Regions from separate parts of the Gossypium hirsutum genome. Here region 1 is linked to region 2. The links are chromatin contacts, called in public Hi-C maps. All regions are on one chromosome and are shown on one strand. The core of a region is the stretch at or near the end of the contact, and the rest is flanking DNA. Distances in the headings are between cores, read along the strand shown.

Region 1 (3,132 bases), core at 86-2,585, 130 kb before region 2:
AATGAGGTTATCTAACCTACAACAGTGACAAGAATTAACAACGTCAGGAGTGAAATTATACAAGATGAAATTAATCAAACAAAAATAAGAACAATGTCTAACCTGACGATGGATCTCTTTGTAGAAGATGGAATCTGTAATGTAGCACTGGAAACTGGGACAGACTTAACATCCACGATTTCCTCATCACTTGGAGCTACAGCGAGGTCCACCGCACTCTCCTCCTGTTTAGGAAAGCTAGATGTCCTTTTCACAGCTAGCCTAGCTTTGTCTCGAGAACCCCATCCATTGGCCATCACACTCATATTTCTCCATTTATCCTACCCAAAGATACAAAGAAAACATGAATTAACAAGTACAAAACTCTATAGGTACTTTTCATCAAGACAAGGACTGAACCATTCAACATTAGAAGCCAAAGGAACATACCTTAAGATCTACATTGGAACGCAGATACAAGACGCCACTAAATTCAGGGTCTTTCAGTATCGTTCGCCATTTTCCAGCACCATGTTTGATGACTCCAGCTTTTAGCGCTGCCTCTTCTTCAGGTGTCCATTTCTGCTTAGGAGCACCCATTTAAAGGAACACAAAGGGGAAAAAAGCCTTCAAATTCAAGAAGCTGCAAAAGTCATTTCCCTCAATATTAGCAGATAAAATCAACGAAAAAAGAGATTTCAAGCATCATTCTTCCATGGAATTAATATTGAAACAATTATCATCAATATTCTGTTATAATTGGGTAAATTTAGCTAATTCCTAATCGAGAATAACGTGAATAACAAATCAATACTACATGATTCCAAGAAATGACCATCATCATAAAATTAAAACTATTTCAATAAAGAAATGCCCCTTTATCAACTAACAAAGCGAAAAAATGACATAATTTCACCCATCTGATTTCTAAAGATTATTAATAGGAATAGCATACAGACAGAAAGGCAATTAAGCAAAATTAAAAAGCAGATTTGAAACAATCGAAAACACGAACGAAATTAAAACGCAGATTAACATATAAAAAATGAAATTACCAGATGCGCACAGACAAAGAGGGGGAAAAGAAGAACAATTACCTTATGATATAATTTTGTGGGTGACTGAATCGGAGATCGGAAGGCGAAGAACTGCTATTTTTCTTAAAAAGACCGAAAAGAAAAAGAGAATTAAAGAAGAAATTAAATTCAATTATTTTTTTCTACCATGGCGATGCTATGCTACAGGAGATTTCACGGCGATTCAATGGGACGCTGTGATTTTCTGGCGGAAAAATTTGTTAGGGTTTCTATTTTTCCCCCTTTTTGTTTCTGAAATAAGATTAGGGTTTACTCGTGTCACGTGTGGAAGTAGGATGTGATCCCTGAAATGAATATGTTATTGACACGTGTCAACGACTTTGGCGGCTTCGGAATTTTGACCTTTACTAACAAAGAGTAACAAGATTTAGTAGCTTTTTAGAAATTAAGGGAAAAAATTACCCTTTTTTTCCTAATCAAGATAATAAATAATTTTGCATAATTTATGGCAGGTAGGGACGAGGGTAGTGGGAAAATGGAGAAATTTCATTGTAGTCCCTTTAAAAATTATATTAGAAAAATTGCATTTTAATCCATTTAAAAGTTTATAACTTAGCTTAAGTTCTCTGAACTGAAAAAAGTTTCTAGCTTCGTCCATTATGGTAGGTTAGGACTAACCTACTACTAAGCTTACACATTTTCCTATTAATGTTGTCAGTTAAAGACGAGTTATTAGTTAATTCTCATGCACCAAAACCAAATGAGTGAATAACAATTCAAATGAAGTTTTGTTTTTATCTCCGCTTTGTTGTTATTTTATCTAAAATATCTTAATTTCTTTATTTTCGTTGGAGAGTGTTTCGGAGTACAAATTCTAATATTTATATAGCTCATCGTTTTCTTCTAGAGCTCTTAATGGTCAACATAGAGCCTTCAATCCCAACTTCAACCTCTTCCGCTTAGGTCCATCTCCAATTTACATAAACATCTTACAGTTTTTCTTTTTTGAAGTTTTTTGAAGGTTAAAATATGTCATGAGTCCTTATACTCCTTACAAATTTATAATTTTGTCTATGTACTTTTATTTATAGAATTTGGTACCTATACTTTTCAAATTTTGAAATTTAGGTCCAACTAATAACACTGTTAAAATTATTTTATTAAACTCAGGTTCATTATAAATGTCAATTTTTTAGTTACATTGCCACCAAATGAGTATTTTTTTTTTATTTCAAGATGTCACACCAACAAAACTAATAGCGTTAACAATTGGACCTGAATTTTGAAATCTAAAAAGCAAATATACTAAATCCGGGAAATAAAACTAAAATGACTAAATTCTAAATCGGTGAAGAGTATAAGAATCTATGACATATTTTAACCTTTTTTGAATAATGGAAACAAAATCTTTTGGTTAAAACATGTCATAAGTCCTTATATTCTTTGTAAGTTTGGAATTTAGTCGTTGCATTTTTATTTTTAAGAATTTAATTAATTTAATTTTTAGATTTTTAAATTCAAGCTTAATTATTAACACTATTAAAATTATTTTTGTTAAATCCAAGTTCATTACAACATCATTTTTCTAAATAAATTGTTACCAAATGAGTTTTTCTTTAAATGTCACACCAACCAATTTAACAAAAAAACAGTATTAACACTTGGACTTAAATTTTCAAAGAACAGACCTATTCTAAGTTGATAGGGATTATCTCGATACTTAGTGACTCTGCCATTAAGAGATCCAAGGGCGCGCCATGGCACCTTAAAATGGTAAATTTTCAATTTAAATTTTTTATAATTTATAAAATTTTAAATTAGTAATAGTGAAATTGTATTTTAGCCTCCTAAATATAATACAAATTTAATTAAATTTTTTAAAAATTATAAATATATAAACTATTAAAATAATAATATTATAATTTTTACTATCGTAAAATTTTATAATTTAATTCTCAAACCAACAAAAATTTTCGAACTCTGCGTATCTAAATTTCTCATCAACATTGCTCACAAGGAAACACAATCATTCAGCGCATTGATTAATTCCAAACAATCAGACTCGATAATAACGTGATCAAATTGCTTCTCTTTCAGCCAACATAAGGCTTCTTTC
Region 2 (3,349 bases), core at 277-2,776:
ATGGGAAAATTATCAGCACATTACAAATGCTACAGCGGATGATGACAGGGAGCTTCTTTGTTCTTCCTAAAGCTAAAACTGAAAAGTGGAAGAAAGCGAGCTTACAAGGTAGAGAGCAGAAAAGAATGCTATAGTTGAAAGGATGAAAGGCCAGAAGCTGAGGAAGAAAGTCCCTCCTAGTGTTAGCAACAGTTTAGCCCGCGGAACCAGCCCCTGAACAACGATTATATATATAAGTTCAATTGCCATCTCACATATCCTTGCATTCACAAATTAAATGAAATCATGCACATTACTTGAAGTAAAGAGATAACGAATAAACACATCAAATATTCACAAGACAGACAGTTTTATGTGAACAAATTACTATGAAATGAAAGTAAAAACAAAGAGATGATGTTCTTGTTGGTTCCATAACATTCTCCGAACCGAAGATAGAGAAATCTAGTTCCTTGAAATGTTTAATAACAATACCAAAAATGTATGATATCATCTATATAAAAGTTCATTGAAACAAAGTCCAAGATCTAGATCATTCAGATTATGAAGCTACCATCACAATTCATACGGTACATAATTGTGCTTAAGGTTTGAAATGAACATAAGCAAGATTGTTAAATGAGGTCAAACCAAGGCACACCAGCATGCAAAATCATTGAGTAAATAGAAAAAAAGCAATAAACCTCAAGGCCTTCACTATTCAATTCCATGGATCGTTCCCTTTGATTAGATAAGCTTTGATCAAATTCAGTTGACACAACATTCCTTTTGGAGACACTTCCCCTTTCTTCCCCTACTTTCATCTCCTCATCTAATCCATAATTGGTATTTTTAGCATCCTCTACCAGTGAAGTTGGTGTCATCCCCCTCCTCTTCAACTCCTTCATAAACAGTGACTCAGGTGACTCTTCACCTAATTCAAAACAAAACCCATAAAAATACAATTTTATAAGCACCCAATGAACCAAAATTTCAACTTATTTTTGAAGGACTTGACTTGGGTTAGTTTCAGAATTTTTTATACAACTAAAATGAGTAAAAAAAAAAAAGAATCTTTAGAAATGGAAGAACATACCATTGTTTTTGTTGTCACCATCTTGAGTTGCACAACGAATAATAGATCTTTGGCTGTGCAAGGACTTGAAGCTTCTACAACTATTGAAGTTGAGAAGTTTGTTCCTGGAATCAGATTTTCCCGGAAATTTTGAGTGGGAAATGGAAATGGAAGAAAACACAGGGTTCAACATCTGTAGAGAAGCCATTTTTATTTTATTTTTCCCCTTAATATCTCTGCATTAAAATCTTAAACAAGTAATCATAAATAGAAACATAATTTTCAATTTTTTTTAAGAAATTTAGATTATTTATTTAGCTAATTGCTTTTCTGGGTTGAGTGAATAAATGGGAAAGAATTTATTTATTTATTTATTTGGTAAATTATTGCGTGGAGAGCAGAGGAAGCAAAGCAAATTACAACTTTAACAAGTAGCGAGAAGAAAGGCGATGGTGGTGGGCGTAACCGAGTGAGCGTAAATTAGAGCGGCAGAGGTTTCGGTTGCTAATGTACGCGGCAAAGAGGTGTGCGGTTGGGCTTCGTGGTTATCGACAGTTGTGGTTCCCAATTCAGTGTTAAAGACCTCTCAGTGGGGCCCATTTTTTTATTTATTTGTTATGATGTTGGGAGTGAAATAAATATTAATTTAATTAAGAAAATTTTAACTATTCACATTTTCAAAATTCGATAAATAATTTAATTAGTTCGATTACGAATTTTTATCAGATCTATTTATATAATTTGATTAAATAAATTATTAAAAATAATTAAAATAGAAAAAATTTTGTTTAATTGGTCCGATCATCAGTTCAATCAATCTGTAAGTCTATTAACTCAATCCATTATTCTTAATCAATATCCCTCGTTCAATCGATTCGATCAACTGGTCCGATTTGATTTTGAAAATAGTGCTAAATTATTTTTTAAATTTTAATATTGTATGTATTTCTTATGTTATTATTAATTAGTTTCAAATCATATGTTTCATTATTTATTATATGTTATTTTTAAACATACATTTGCGTTCTAAATTTGTAGTTTTTTACACGCATATGCACTCTAGTATTAATAACGTTGTTAATTGAGTTAGTGTCACATGTCAACTCGACACCAACTCAAGATTGATGTCAACACCATGATAAACAACTGTACTCATTTTGTATTCTTAAACTGATATATTTATGTGTTTAAATTCCGTTTTGCTCACACTTTAATTTAATTATTCTATTGAATATTGTACATATTTAATTTGTTATTATTAATTAGTTTTAACACATACGTTTCATTATTTATTTTATGTTATTTTCAGACACATATCTATCTTCTAAATGCATGGTTTTCACACGTATACATGTATGATATAATTTCTAGTTATAATAAAGCTTCTAGTTAAGTTAATATCATTCAAGGTCTTAAATCAATTAGAAAAATCAGTTCGAATTTTTTTAATATTTTTAATATAAATTTTCATAAAATTAATTTTTTGTTTTTATTGTAACTTATATATAATATTGAAATAAATTTATGAACCATAATTATAATAATATATAATTACACCATTAATAATAATTTATAAATCATAATTATAATCATAATAAATATATACTAATAAATAATTTTTTAGAATAAATATAATAGTTATAATTTTAAAGTATGAGCATTTATTATTTTATTTTTAATTAAATATTTTGTTTCATTTACGTGATTCATGCAAACATGTTCATTTTTGTCCGATACGTATCATTGTCCTTTTTGATATAATAAAATTCCTTTTTTTTTTCCTCAGACAAATTAAAATATAATTTAATACTGTATTTTTTTTATATTTAACTGTATAATTTATAAGTTAGTATTTTACATATTATTAGTGAAAAAACTAACGTCAAGTCATTATTTTTTATTATTTTTTGAATAACGTCAAGAATCGTTATCTTTGTTTCTTAATTTTTTTTTATTTTTGATATTTTTATGTCTATTTTATAATTTATGTTCAAAATTCAGAGTTGTCTCTCTCAATAATATCATCTCTGAAATTCTAATCATTTATTGGTAATTACTTAATTTTATTGATAATGTATCATATCATTTTCATAATTTATTTATGTTTACGATGTCAAAATTTTTAATATTGAAAATAAAAGAAAATGATTAATTGCATCAGACGTCTCAATTATGACCTCCAATTTAAAATTAAATTTAAAATTTTAAAATATTTTAATTACATTTTTTAAGTATTGAATTTATATCAATAAAGTTCTCTTATTATTAAAATCGTTAACTTAATTGTTTAGTGAC

The links. A called contact is a pair of places that touch in the nucleus more often than the background predicts.
Region 1: a Hi-C map of leaf shows a contact between it and region 2, with 2.3 times the contacts expected there. The contact joins the promoter of LOC107886936 here to the promoter of LOC121222070 in region 2. A contact is called at or near these places in 4 of 34 Hi-C or Micro-C datasets (all in leaf).

Annotation. Positions count from the first base shown.
Region 1 is chrA03:110,487,550-110,490,681 of Gossypium_hirsutum_v2.1, reverse strand. LOC107886936 (telomere repeat-binding factor 1) reads right to left here and starts at 1,335. Exons shown (of 7, transcript XM_041101990.1): 1 at 1,077-1,335; 2 at 430-622; 3 at 103-320; 4 at 1-16. The coding sequence starts at 579.
Region 2 is chrA03:110,354,197-110,357,545 of Gossypium_hirsutum_v2.1, reverse strand. It overlaps LOC121222070, which reads right to left and starts at 1,526. Exons shown (of 4, transcript XM_041101965.1): 1 at 1,076-1,526; 2 at 684-913; 3 at 106-213. The coding sequence starts at 1,262.